Regions from separate parts of the Mus musculus genome. Here region 2 is linked to region 1. Evidence: chromatin contacts called from public Hi-C data. All regions are on one chromosome and are shown on one strand. Each heading gives the region's core, a stretch centred on a gene start, on an enhancer-like site or on the middle of the called end of the contact. The rest is flanking DNA. Distances are from core to core; before and after follow the strand shown.

Region 1 (6,641 bases), core at 3,362-5,861:
GATTTATCAGATCCTATGATCGAAAGTTAGTGTAAGTCATAGAGGAAGAGGAGTTGGGAAATATTCTATTTTTTGTTGCAATGGTGGGAGAGCCTTTGGTTTCTTTCATTCTGACATTCAGAACTCACCCTGCTGTCACTGGGTCACTGCTCACTTCAAGCTGAGCCTGCTAGGAAGTGAAGGCATGAATGGGTTAGGTTAGAGATCTGGTAAATTTTTTTCCTTTTCTTTTATTAGATATTTTCTTTATTTACATTTCAATTGTTATACCTTTTCCTGGTTTCCTCTCTGAAAACTCCCTATCCTCTCCCCTCTTCCCCTACTCACCAACCCACTCACTCCCACTTCCTGGCCCTGGCATTCCCTTACACTGGAGCATAGACCCTTTACAGGACCAAGGGCCTCTCCTCCCATTGATGACTTACTAGACCATCCTCTGCTACATATGCAGCTGGAGCCATGAGTTCCTCCATATGTACTCTTTGGTTGGTGGTTTAGTCCCTGGGAGTTCTGGGGGGGCAGGGGTGGGTACTGGTTGGTTCATATTGTTGTTACTCCTATGGGGCTACAAACCCCTTCAGCTCCTAGGTCCTTTCATTAGAGCTCCTCCATTAGGGACCCTGTGCTCAGTCCAATGGTTGGCTGAGAGAATTCACCTCTGTATTTGTCAGACACTGGCAGAGCCTCTCAGGAGATAGCTATATCAGGCTCCTCTCAGTGAGCACTTGCTGGCATCCATAATAGTGTCTGGGTTTGGTGATTGTATATGGGATGGATCCCCAGGTGGGGCAGTCTCTGGATGGCCTTTCCGTAAGTCTCTGCTCCACACTTTGTCTCTGTAACTCCTTCCATGGGTATTTTGTTCCCCCTTCTAAGAAGGACCAAAGTATCCACACTTTGGTTTTCCTTCTCGAGCTTCACGTGGTCTGTGAATTATATCTTGGGTATTCCAAGCTTCTGGGCTAATATCCACTTATCAGTGAGTGCATACCATGTGTCTTATTTTGTGATTGGGTTACCTCTCTCAGGATGATGTTTTCTAGTTCCATCCATTTGCCAAAGAACTTCATGAATTCATTGTTTTTAATAGCTGAGTAGTACTCCATTGTGTAAATGTGCCACATTTTCTGTATCCATTCCTTTGTTGAAGGACATCTGGGTTCTTTCCAGCTTCTGGCTATTGTAAATAAGGCTGCTATGAACATAGTAGAGCATGTGTTCTTATTACATGTTGGAGCATCTTCTGGGTATACCCAAGAGTGGTATTGCTGGGTCCTCAGGTAGTATTATGCCCAATTTTCTGAGGAATGGCCATACTGATTTCCGGAGCAGTTGTATCAGCTTGCAATCCCACCAGCAATGGAGTAGTGTTCCTCTACTCTATATCCTCACCAGCATCTGCTGTCACCTGAGTTTTTGATCTTAGCCATTCTGACTGGTGTGAGGTGGAATCTTGGGGTTGTTTTGATTTGCATTTCCCTGATGACTAAGAATGTTGAACATTTCATTAGGTGCTTCTCATCCATTTGTTATTCCTCAGTTGAGAATTCTTTGTTTAGCTCTGTACCCCATTAAGAACTCAATAAGTTAGACTCCAGAGAAGCATCTGGAAGTTTCTTATGTCTATCCACAGCAACTGAGTAAACCTAGGTTACTGTTCCTGGCACTGAGACAGAGCAGGTACAGAGGAAAATGGAAGACTTGTCATGGGAATGGAATAGGCAGATCTAGACACAAATATATTTAAGAAGGCACACCTAGTTCTTCGCAGTTTCCTGGGAGCCGCTAGCACAATCTGTACTTAACTAGAACTGCTATGGAAGGAATCTTTATTTTCTTCTGTCCCTTCAGATTTATGAAATGGTCACTTACTCTTACATTTTATAGGTTTAAGCGTTTAACTCCTCATCCTCCCTTATGGAAGCATTTCCCATATCTTTGACAATACATGCTTAGTTAGTTAAAGTTACAGAAAGAGACAGTGTTTAGTTTTTCCTTATAGCTCAGTTGGAAGACTCTAGTCAAGTTAATTTGAGCACAAACTTAAAAGATTTTTCCAACTGACATGGAATCAAAGACTTCTGCAAGCTCAGGATTGTTTACTTTGGGCAGAGTTCAAGGTTATCTTGCCCTCTAGTTGTTAGACAAGAAGTTGTGTTTAGCCCTGACCCAATGTTAAGTTTTGTCCTTAGAGGAATCATGTACAAATAGGAACAGCAGCATCCTGAGTGTGCTTCCCTGAAACACATGAGTGGTGAGGGCTGGGCCAGCTGTCTGAGATGTCCCCTGAATTCCCCAGTGCAGCTGGATCTCCCCTCCTTTGTGGCACCCAGGCCTATCATTACTAGATCACACTGCTCCAGGCCATGTGACAAGCATACTAAGGGCAGACAATACAGTGAAGAAGAATGGAAGAGGACCTGCATTTTATCCCTTTTCATTCTATCAGCAGAGAGACTGCAAGTGTTATGCTAAATTCTGCCTATTAATTTGGGTATAAATAGACCCCCTTTTCTAATCCAGATGCAGCCTTGTAGCTCTCTGTACTGGGTTGGTGATGCTCTGTTGTGTCTTGGGAGTAATAAGATTCTACTGGAAAGAATACAGGCAAATCATCCCAGCTGAGATTACATAAAAGGATAATGAAAACTAGAGAAAGTCTGTAATAAACCTCAATATCGAGTTGAGTGTGATTTTTAACAAAAGTATGCTTGCATTTAGCTCAGTGACTTGAGATCCTCAGATAGTAGCTAAATGCATTTTGTGAAAACTTTCCCAGCCCTGGGCAGAAGCCATTTTGTAGGCAAGGTAATTCTTCTGGAAAGGCATAAGCTGCTAAAAATCAGAGGCTTACGGATGGATTTCAGACCCTTGCTGATTTATAGTTAGAATCTCAGAGGCTTGGGCCCTGCTAATGAGTGGCTGGGCATCCGATGGGGGAAGTCCCACTTCCTACGTCTAGGAAAAAGGCCTTTTATCTTGAAAGATCTGGTGCATTTTTTGATTAATCTTTGTATTTTTTTATTATGCTACAGCTCCAGGATTCTTGGACTCCAAAGCCTGCCAATTTATTCTGTATTTATCTTAGCGCCTGCTTTTCTTCTCCAGTGCTTCCTACAGTTCCTTCTCTTTTGTCCTTAGATGTTTTGACCTTGTAGAGAAGCAATTTCTCAAGAAAGCTTTCATCAGATCCACGAGTTGTCTAACAATAAAGGGCTTTATGGTAAATTTAGACAGAGAGACAATGTGTTCCACATTCCTCTCTTGAAAATTTGTGATGTGCTTTTTAAAAGATGCTGAAGAAAAGTTTTTTTTTTTTATATTTGTTTAAGTGTATAGATGTATAGCGATTTATTTAGTATCACTAGTTTTTAGAATTTGCTTTGGGCATTTTTACTATAATATCAGAAATTGCAAAGCCTATTTAGATCACTACACATTCAAATTATTAAGAAGCAGGCATGGATCATGTAATCTTCTAAAATACTCTTTAAAGCAAACACTGGAAGCACTGGGTAATCAAATACATGAAAATGAAAAGAGTCAGATGGTTACTAAAGCATAGACTGAAAGAAAATCAGGGCTGTTTGCTGTTCCTGGTGTAGAGGTGCTGAAATGGTGATGCCCTGGGTGCTATTAAAAGTGACTCCCTGACAGGGACCTTAAAAGTAACTGCACAGAGTGATTCATGGGAGATCTTCATAAAAGTCTCACACAGTACAACCACACAAGCAATGATATGGTAGGATATGCACATTTGGGAATTAACAGACCTGGGGCTTGATTTCCTTGCTCCCACTAATTGGATGTGTGAGCCGGAGAAAGGCATTTAATCTACCACGTCTTATTTATCAAATAAGAGAATTGCATGAGATATGAGTTCACTCTAAGTTCTAAAAGTCATAATCAATAATAACTTTTCAGGTAGGTCTTTATGTGAATACAGAATAAATCACATGGGTGTGTGTGCCCCAGGCCTCTGGGCTCCTCTGCTTCCCTTTTAATTCTTGGGAGATGATCTACTTCAGAGCCATATGTGTTGCACTAATTGGCAAGAGCACTGCATCCTGTGCCAGTGACATACTACAGATTTGGGAGAGGACTGGAGCCAGCAATGCTCTAAGCATCTTGGAAATGTGGCTACCTCTATGGAGAAGTGTCTCCTTCCAAGAAGGCAGTTTTTAACTATGTGCTTAGCAAACTTCAATTAATAAGCACCCTCGTGTCCTAGGCTCTTCTATGTATTTGTGGGGGCAAAAACACTGACTGAATTTCTTACTCTCACGGAGTTTATATTTTATTGGATGAAGACAGGTAGTAAACCATAATAGTAATAAATAAGAAAAGTGTGTAACAAAAATAAATTATATAGTATATTAAAAGGTGATAAATACTATGAGCAAGACAAGGGTAAGGGGCAGAGAACCGGAATAATAAATAGAGAAGCTGGTGTAAGCCTCGTTAGAGAAAAGGACCTTTGAGCATCGAGCTGAAGGAGATGAAAGAGGCAACCACAGCTTATCTAGAGGATGAAGTGGTGATATGGTACCCAGTACAGGAGAAGCATCTGCCCAGATGCTCCAGCAGCAGCAAGGGAACCGGTGAAGCTTGAGTGGTATGACTCAGGCAGCAGCATGTGAGCAGCATCATTCAGCTGCATAAAAGAGTGCCATGGAGCCTCTTAGAGCAGCTTCCACGCTTTGCAGCAGGACAGACCAACTTCAGGGTTTGTTGCCTTGTAGGAAGCGTCCTCTGAGACTTCCTGCCTGGCCTGAGACACCCAGTTAGCACCTGCGCATTAGAATACCCTCTCTTCCAACAATAAAGCATCCAGCCTTTGTATCTGTAACAGCTTCCCCTGTAATTTATGCTTTCTATGGTGAGTTTAAATGCTGACTCTATCATTATCTGAGTTTATTACCATTTCCATTTGCATATGTTTGATGGGAGGAGTGGCAGGGATGGGAACCCTCTGGATGAATTCCAGACTGGAAGTCTGCAAGTCTCTCATTACCCTTACTTCTCTTTTTGTCTTATGGCTTCCTTAGGGCCTGAGCCAACATCAGCTGTACATAAAGCTATGGCTCAGGCTCTCAGTAACTCTGCTGCCTGTTTTGAGTCTGCCTGTTTTCTCTATCCATTACTGCATCCATTACTGGGGATGTCTAAGACATAGGACTTCTAAGACACAGTCGACATTCTCATCATCCCCATGAACCATTATTCCTGCTTCACAACTAAGAACAGACATTTTCTCACATCAACTAAGCCTGGTAGTTTTTCTCTTGAACGGTTGGAATCTGCTTTTCTGACATCAAGGAGAATTGTTAGTATTCAGAAACCTTAAAAAGTATTAACAAGATATGCAGCATCTGCTCAGAGAGTCAACCATTCTTCCTCGTGCTCACTTATGCCCCCACCATAGCTCCACCTACTTTCTCAAAATCACCTCCTTGGTCAGGAATGCTCACTGCCTTTTACGATGCTCCAAAACATTCTTGTGACAGCAGAGTCTCCAAATTATTTCTAGAAGCTAGGAGGTAGCACAAGTTACAGGTGGGTAGAAGGCATTGTTGTCTGGTAGGCAGCAAACTTAGTTTATTTTACAAGTCTGTGTTCTCCCCATTGCTTGCATTTGAAATAGTGTGCACAGGTGCCCCCTGTTTGATTCAATTTCAACCCTCATCATGATTTATAGTTCTACCTGATCATATCCAGATCACTATGCTGTTTGCCTTTGTCTGCTGAGCTATGGTCTATGATTGGGAAGTCTGAGCCAGGCATTTTAAGAATTCAGAGTGAACAAACATGTCTGTCTCCCACACATTTAATGCAATCAACAATGAGTCTAATCTATATTTCTTTGAAAAGTGACACTTTTAGCCTACAGAGAATACTAAGCTGAATGAAGTGATGTCAATTATTAGATACACACAATCCTTTGGAAGGGATAAACTGCATAAGGGAATTTATAAAAATCTGTGTTTTTTACCCTGTGTTATTTCCACAACTACTTCTTCTTCTTCTTCTTCTTCTTCTTCTTCTTCTTCTTCTTCTTCTTCTTCTTCTTCTTCTTCTTCTTCTTCTTCCTCTTCATCTTTATTAAAATTTTCACCCTCATCAACATCATTCTCATCATATATTAGCACAGTAACAACCAGTTAGTGTATATTTATTTTGTCAATTATACTGACAGCCATTGTGTGAGAATAGACTCTTAAATATATCAACTACCTTAAGATTTCAGTTATTATCTCCTTGGTACAAATTAAAAAACAAGATAGCACCACAGATTTGTGGAGGGTTAGTAACTTGTTCAATATCCAAGACAATCATACAGCCAAATGTCAGTATAATAATAACTATGGATAGTATATTAATCTGACTTTTCATTACTATGACAAATTACCTGAAATAGTTTAAAGAATAGTTTATTATGACATAGGGTATTAAATATTACTTTCAACAGGGTTGCTTGTTCTAACATTTCTGGAGTATATTGTAAGTAAAACGAGTTTCCACATGGTGGAAAAGAAACAGATAGATGGGAAGTTAATGGGGACCAGGTATAGCCCTCAAAGGCATGTCCCTAGTGACATACTTCATTCAACTTGGCCAATACTGTGGCATTTTTATCACCT
Region 2 (6,818 bases), core at 2,852-5,351, 400 kb after region 1:
GGTTGTGTCTAGCAGGACCTGATACTCCTTGCTGCCCATAATTTCCAGACCTTGCTCCCAGAAGAGCTGCCAGGTAAAGCCATTAACAGAGTAAGATTTCCAGAGACTCCCTGTGTTCAAGTCCCACTATGCCATTTGGTAACTCCATGATCATTAGCATATTATTAACCTTTCAGGGTCTTAGTTCCTTCTCAGTGAAATGGGAATAATAAAAGAATCTGACTCATAAGGCTGTTCTGAGAATAAACTGAGTTAATACATAATTTAAAAGAGAGAATGGTGCCTGTAAATATCAAACGCTTGACAAATGATGGCTGCCTTCACAAACACTTCTCCAGACTGTAGGCTATCCTCCATGGCTAGAGAATCTCCAACTCCACACTCCTTAACATGATTGGAGGATACAGCTGGGTTGCATTAGCACTCTTGTCCTGTAGGAGGTCCCTACTCACCATAGGCAATACCTTCCATATTAAATGCCTCAACATTTAAAAGGTGTTTGACAATAAAATGAATGAAATTTTCATATATACATGCACATATATGTGTATGAAATACTTAGTCAAACCTGTCTCTCATGGATAGTAAACCTCTGAATATGTTTGAGAGTGGGTTGTCAGGGACACAATGATGTTCCTCCAACTTTTCTAACCATAGAACCCTTATATGACACCTATTAACCAACCGAGGAACACTCAGAGTCTACCAGTCTGAATTTGGGTGAAATTTTATTCAGCTAATCTAAAATGGTGCATGTGCATGTTAAAATGCAGCTTTCTGCATTTCACACAAGACCTACGACGAAATCAGAGTCCTTGGAGAAGGGGCTGCAGATGCTGCATTTTAATAACCTCCCCCGGTGTGCATTAAAATTTGAGAACCACTGCCTTACAGGAAAAAAAAAAGCCTTCCAAAATTTTACAGTTTTTACAAATTTGAAGTTCTGAGTATTTAATACTTTACCCTCAGTAGAAAGGATGCTTAATGGACTTTCATCAGCCCATACTTTCATGAAAATGGTGTGGTATGATTAATAGTTAGATGTGTGCCAGTTTTTGTTTTGTATTGTTTATTTTGTAAATAAAAGAACTCTTTCCAGTAGTTGATATTGTGCCAAGGAGGAAGGGCTAGGCTGATAGACAAACCTCCGTTCTTGCCTTTGGGGTGCTGAGTCTATGATTAAGGAGGAAGCAGGCCTTCCCCTTCATATCATTGCGGGGCACCAACTGTAATCACCTTCATGGTCAGGTTCACCAGGGGACAAGAGACTTATTCTAGGAGGCAAAATGCATCAGGGAAAATTCCTCTTCTACTTGGTCTAGTCACAAATGAGCCATCAAGATATTGGCTTTCTTTGTTTTATGATATCCTGAGGAGGAGGAAAAAGTGCAGCGGTGGACCAGCCTGAAGAGTCACACAAAGCAAAGGATACAAAAGAAAAATAAAAGAAGAGAAAACTTAATAACTAATGAATTATGGGAAGAAAGAAAACCGACTCTGCCGACTCTGTTCGGGTTAAGGTGAGAAATAACAGGATTAGAATGTCAGGCTGCTGGGTCCTGGAGACCTGACCATAAACCTCTAAGGTCTTTGACTTTTTTTCTGTACTTACTAATTAAATCATGTCTTGATATATATAAAATGAAATTAAATAAAATGCTTTGAGTCCAGAAGACGGCACACCATCAGCCCACACGGGCCTGGGTTTCTGACCGAGGCACAGAGGTATGCAGAACTATTTACAGGAGGATCTCAAAGAACATTTTAAGTGCCAAACACTGTGTGTGTTCCCAACAAGAGAAGTGACCAGAAAAAGCTCTGAAACACAAATCAGGGGTTCTAATCAATTTCACATCCCTTTTGTCATTTGTACCCCCTTTCTGGCTAATATTTTTTAGGACTGTTTAAAGTCTGGCACTTAAAGCTTGCTGTGTGGGGTAGCTTCCTCTTCCCATTCAACACAATTCCCATAAAAACACAATGTCTGTATTCTATTCTTGGTAGATGGTGTTTTTATGATCAAATATCTGACTCAAGTACTTGAGGCCACTGGGAGTCCACTTTCTGTGTCCCTCCTTGCTCCTATGCCGGGAAGGATTGCCATAAACTAAGAATTTAACTGATGAAAGCCCCAGCAGATATTTCTGGCCCTGTGTTCCTCTGTTGTTTGCCTGAGCAAAATCTATCATTACTCTATATGCATATGGCATGTGTCAACTGTTTTAAAATTAGCCAATTTTCCTAAGCGTAAAAATGGAGTTTTGTCATATCACATGAACCATATATCACAAAAACAAACCAGGTTTTGTTATAGCTTCCCCCCCCTTTCTGAAATGCATTAAGTCTTTCTAAGTCACTGCCAAATCCATTTCACTCGCTGCATTTGTGAGATACATTTAAAGAAATCAAGCATAGGGGGAGAAAATAAATTTCATACAATGCCTTCATCTGGAAAGACATCCAGTTCATTACCAAACCAACCACGCCTAGGAGGTCGGACTGCTGGGGAATCTTCTAAGTGATCAATAAATACAGCATTTGCATGCTGCCCTGCACTGGAAGCTTAAGATAGGGGAAAAAACAATAAAAATAAAAGTAAGATTAGGAACAGAACTGTCACAGAACGGACATTCTTCAAACACTAGACATTATAGGTGATAATTCTGCAATATTTCATGCACCAAGCAATTCTGGGCTGTGAATTTTGCTATATTCATTTAATAGTTGTGTGCACTGAGGCTTGAGCAGAAAAGTAACTGGGCAAGATCACATGATCAGCCCTGAGCAGAGTCTGTCAAAGATCTGTGTAGCTTGTGCTGGGTTTTGCTACTGGTGGTTTCTTCTTTTTCACACTCCTTATCCCACCCCCCCATTTTATCCCATATCTCTAGATAGGAGAGAAAGGATAGAGGGGAGAAAGAGAGAGAGAAAGATCTCTGAATCTTATTTCTTTCTTCTTTTTTTCTTCTTTGAGCATGACTACTAATAAACCCCAATCAATGCACCCTCCCCCACCAACTCCTAACCCCCAACCCCCCAACCATGTCCATCTTGGCTCTACCATTTATATAACCTCTGAAAAGTTCCCAGAATTCCAAATGACACACAGCCACATAAATTATCTTCAGCTGGCAAAGCCACTTCTCTGCTAGAGCACGAGGCAAATTATAGTCAGCTGCTGAGGAAAGTCCAAAGCAGCCCCATATCCCCACCCTGGGGATTAAAATGAAAACATATTCTTATCACCACAGATCTGCACTCTGATTAGTAGTGTCTGAACCTCTTCCCTCAGTGACTAAGGTCTTTCCCACAAGTGAAGGAAAAGCCATTGAGCATCTAGGTTTTGCTATGGAAACACAAGGAGCTAGCTATGTCAACTCTTGCATCCTAGTTTTCTTCTCCTGGTGGGGGTTATGTAGACAGGCATTATCTTTAATGATTGTGGATTGGAGAAGGACTCTGTTAGGTGATTCTATGTAAGCTCCTATACAATGCTTTCAAATGTTGCTAGGAGGGGCTGTTATCCAGGCAACTGTCTGTTCTGTACATTTTGAGGGGCCTGTAATCCTTCTGAAAAGGGAAAAACATGAGTCTTTCACTTAGGTTAAAAATCTGTGAATTTCTCTTTTGAAATGCTTCAGTGTTAATTGGGAGACAGCACATTAAATCATTATTAGTCATTAATACTTCAGCACAAATGAGTTGATCAAGTTACTGAGACGCGTGAAGGGGCCTTAGGGAAACTGTCGCCTTGATGGAGGTGGTAGGGAGTTGCCAAGAAGGGCAGTCTCAGGACTGCAGGGACTGAGAGAGATGCTGGCTGTCAGGCACAAAGGAGCATGGCTCAGTCAGGCAGAGAAGGGACCGGAACTAATCAGCTTAGTTCTGGATAGGATTGCTTCTACAAATGTTGCCAGCCTTTCTCACCCCTCTATATCCACGCACACGCACACTCACACATGTGCCAGGCTATGCCTTCTGAACTTGCTGCAAGTGTGCTTTATGTAAGGCTTTTAGGAAAGGCCAATCATCTCTAGGCAAGAACCTTCCTGGCTTCGGAGGTGAGGGGGGACTCGTAACACATAATTTTGCCTCTAGGGGTCTCCAGAGCCTGGAGGCTTCGTGAGGATACTGGCCTTACTCTGTGATTTCTGAGTCTCAAATTCCCAAGGCCAAAGACCTAGGAAGAGGCACAGTGTTCAGGAAGTCTCTGGGGACCTATCACCCACAGGGACGCTGCTCATCACCTGCACCCATTCCTTGTGTGACAACATATTTATAGTATGCTAAGTGGCCAGATACAGTGAAGGGGAGGCAGAAATGAGTTGCCCCTGCAGTAGTTATGCACCGCCTAGGCATTTCTATTCCTCAAGGGGATTACAAGGACTTCTCTGGAGCCTAGACCCCACACTATCCCAGTAATTCAACTGAAATCTGGGCTCCAGTCCGGCCACCTCCAGCTCAGGATGCTGTGCCCTGCATGAAGCTCCCAAGTGAGGAATAGAAGTGGATACCTTCCAACACTGCTGCTACTGGGCCTGGACCCTGGAAAAGAAGCTGCCCCTGACCTAGAGGATCAGGAAGAGCCAAGGAAGCAGATCTGCTGCAAGGGTCTTGGAGGACAGGAATGCTTTGTGAAGGCAAAGAGGTGAGGTAAAATCTCACAGCCGAAGCATGCTGGTCTCCAGTAAAAAAAAACTATGAGATAGGTTAATAAATATTATTTCCATCCAATGTAGATTTAGGGATTAGTGACCAAAGTCACACTCTCTAATTCATTCAATCCACTGTTAAAATCCTAACACTGCCAGGTTTGGTGGGGATACCTTTAATCTTAGCACTTGGGGAGACAGAGACTTGGGAGGGTCTCTTTGAGATGCAGCCTGGTCTACATATCAAATTCCAGGCCATGCCAGCCAGAAGACACACCATGACCCTGTCTAAAAGCAAGCAAACAAAAATTCCCAGTACCATTATTCCCCAACTGCTGAGATCTCAGATCAGTGGCAAGCAACTCTTCTTACTCAATTCTTCTCATTTTTATTGAGTATAGTGAGGGGCGCTTCCTTTGTGTGGGGGGTGGAGGGTGTTGGAATTGGAGGAGACTGCACATGTAAGCATAGTCGGTGCCTGGTACAGTTCCTGGCACACAGCAGGTGTTTATTCATAGACATTGAATTTTATGCATTTTCAATCATTGAGAATAAGAGAGAGCAGTAATTTTTCCTAGTCTCACGGAATGTCACAGATGTGTCTGTGTTGGCAAAGGTCTTAGATTTTATGATCAATTTTAATATATCACCTATTATTTTTTTTTTAAAAATGGCAAGGCTTGCTTTTGGAAGGATCTCTATAGTACATATTTTTCAGTGTGTCTCCAAGTGCGTTTTCTGTTCTAACCAGGAGGTGCCTTGGGCAGAACTTTTGGCTGGGGAGAGAAGTGTGGGATGACCCAGCTCCAGGCACCTACGCCTGCCCCAAGGAGAGCCTTCCATATGCATTGGCTGGGTGTATTAGAATTCTAGATGAAGATTTATTAATGAAAGCCCTCTGCCTTCCTAAAAGGTTAAAAATCTTGTGAAGTTCAGGAAACCCTTCCTCCACACCTAAGGAGACTCTGCTCTAATTTTGTTTTGAAAGCCTTGCTCTTTTGAAAACACACACACACACCTGTCTTCAGAAAGGCCCTTGGAATACTCAGCATGCGTGCACTAAGTGAACAGGCCGTGTAAAGCTTTGCACTAGAGACTCTTCAGGGCTCTGTCTGCATTTCTGTTTTGGTTTGTTTTGCCTGCTTTTGCATTCCCAGTGTTTGAGTTTGGGTCACCTTTTACCATCTACCAGCCCTGGTGGCCTGCTCCCAGGAATCCCTTCAGAGTTAACAATGCTTCTACTTAAGAAACAGTCAGATATCAACAGCTTCTCTTACCTTGACCACAGAGCTACCTTCCCCCCCAGGACACAGCCTAGGAACAAGGATGAGTTGCAAAGTCTAACGTTCAAGCAAAGGGCTTCTGCATCGGATAGATTTAGGGTCAAGTGTGAACTCACCCACACTCAGAAGCCTGAAATGGGTCATTCAGTCTCTGGGAACTTCCATTTCCTTACTCATAAACAGAAAATGCCCCACTTTAGGAGGTTTATCCCAAGATCCAAGGAGAAAATACCTGGAAAGCACTATAGGACCTGGCGGTTGGTAAGGGTTCTTAAGGAAATACCTGATTCATCTCCCCCAGCAGCGAGAATTAAAGGTGGTACCGAATCTTGTTGGCTATGCTGGGGTCCCAGCTTTCACCTCTATGGAAGTCAACATCTCTCAAGTGTTTGTCTTTGGAGACACAGAAACAGCAGTTACCATTTTCTGAATGCCCATTTTGAGGCAAGTCCTTCTTGGATATTTGTCAATCATTGTCTCTAATACTCAGAAGATGTTATCATTTCCATTTTTAGGTGGAGGTACCATAGTTCATGAGTGTTCTATAACCTAGCTGATGTTGCACAGCTGGTTAGTAACCAACACAGGACTGGAGCTGCTCTGACTAGGAACTTGGTCTTTCCCCTCCTGATAGCTCAGAGCCTCCCAGACTGTAAGTCAGAAACTCTTATGCACTAATCAGAACCTGAGGCTACGTCCTTTGAACTTACTTTCCTCGGTTTTAGTCTATAAAATAAGAATGGCGCTCCCTTCATGAGGTAGGAATGAAAATTAAGTGAGATATTACAACAAAAATGAGCCCAGTGCAAGTTCTACTCATTTCAAGATGTATCTTAAATATTTATGAGCTTGTTCCAGCTAGCTTTGGCCTGCTTTTCAAATC

Evidence for each region. Hi-C and Micro-C count contacts between places; a contact is called where the count stands out from the background.
Region 2: a Hi-C map of cortical neurons shows a contact between it and region 1, with 2.0 times the contacts expected there. The contact joins two enhancer-like sites. A contact is called at or near these places in 3 of 39 promoter capture datasets (embryonic stem cells, pre-B cells and trophoblast stem cells) and 1 of 484 Hi-C or Micro-C datasets (cortical neurons).

Annotation. Positions count from the first base shown.
Region 1 is chr1:157,935,645-157,942,285 of GRCm38.p6, forward strand. No RefSeq gene overlaps it. Among named protein-coding and RNA genes, the nearest start is that of Gm51655, 190 kb to the left of the region's middle. Within about 2 kb of position 4,612, at least 17 of the 459 cell types and tissues checked have an H3K27ac peak or open chromatin away from gene starts, as enhancers often do. A contact at or near this core is called in cortical neurons, where this site is marked.
Region 2 is chr1:158,339,485-158,346,302 of GRCm38.p6, forward strand. The region is part of intron 1 of Brinp2 (bone morphogenic protein/retinoic acid inducible neural-specific 2); the gene reads right to left. Among named protein-coding and RNA genes, the nearest start is that of Brinp2, 13 kb to the right of the region's middle. Within about 2 kb of position 4,102, at least 13 of the 459 cell types and tissues checked have an H3K27ac peak or open chromatin away from gene starts, as enhancers often do. A contact at or near this core is called in cortical neurons, where this site is marked.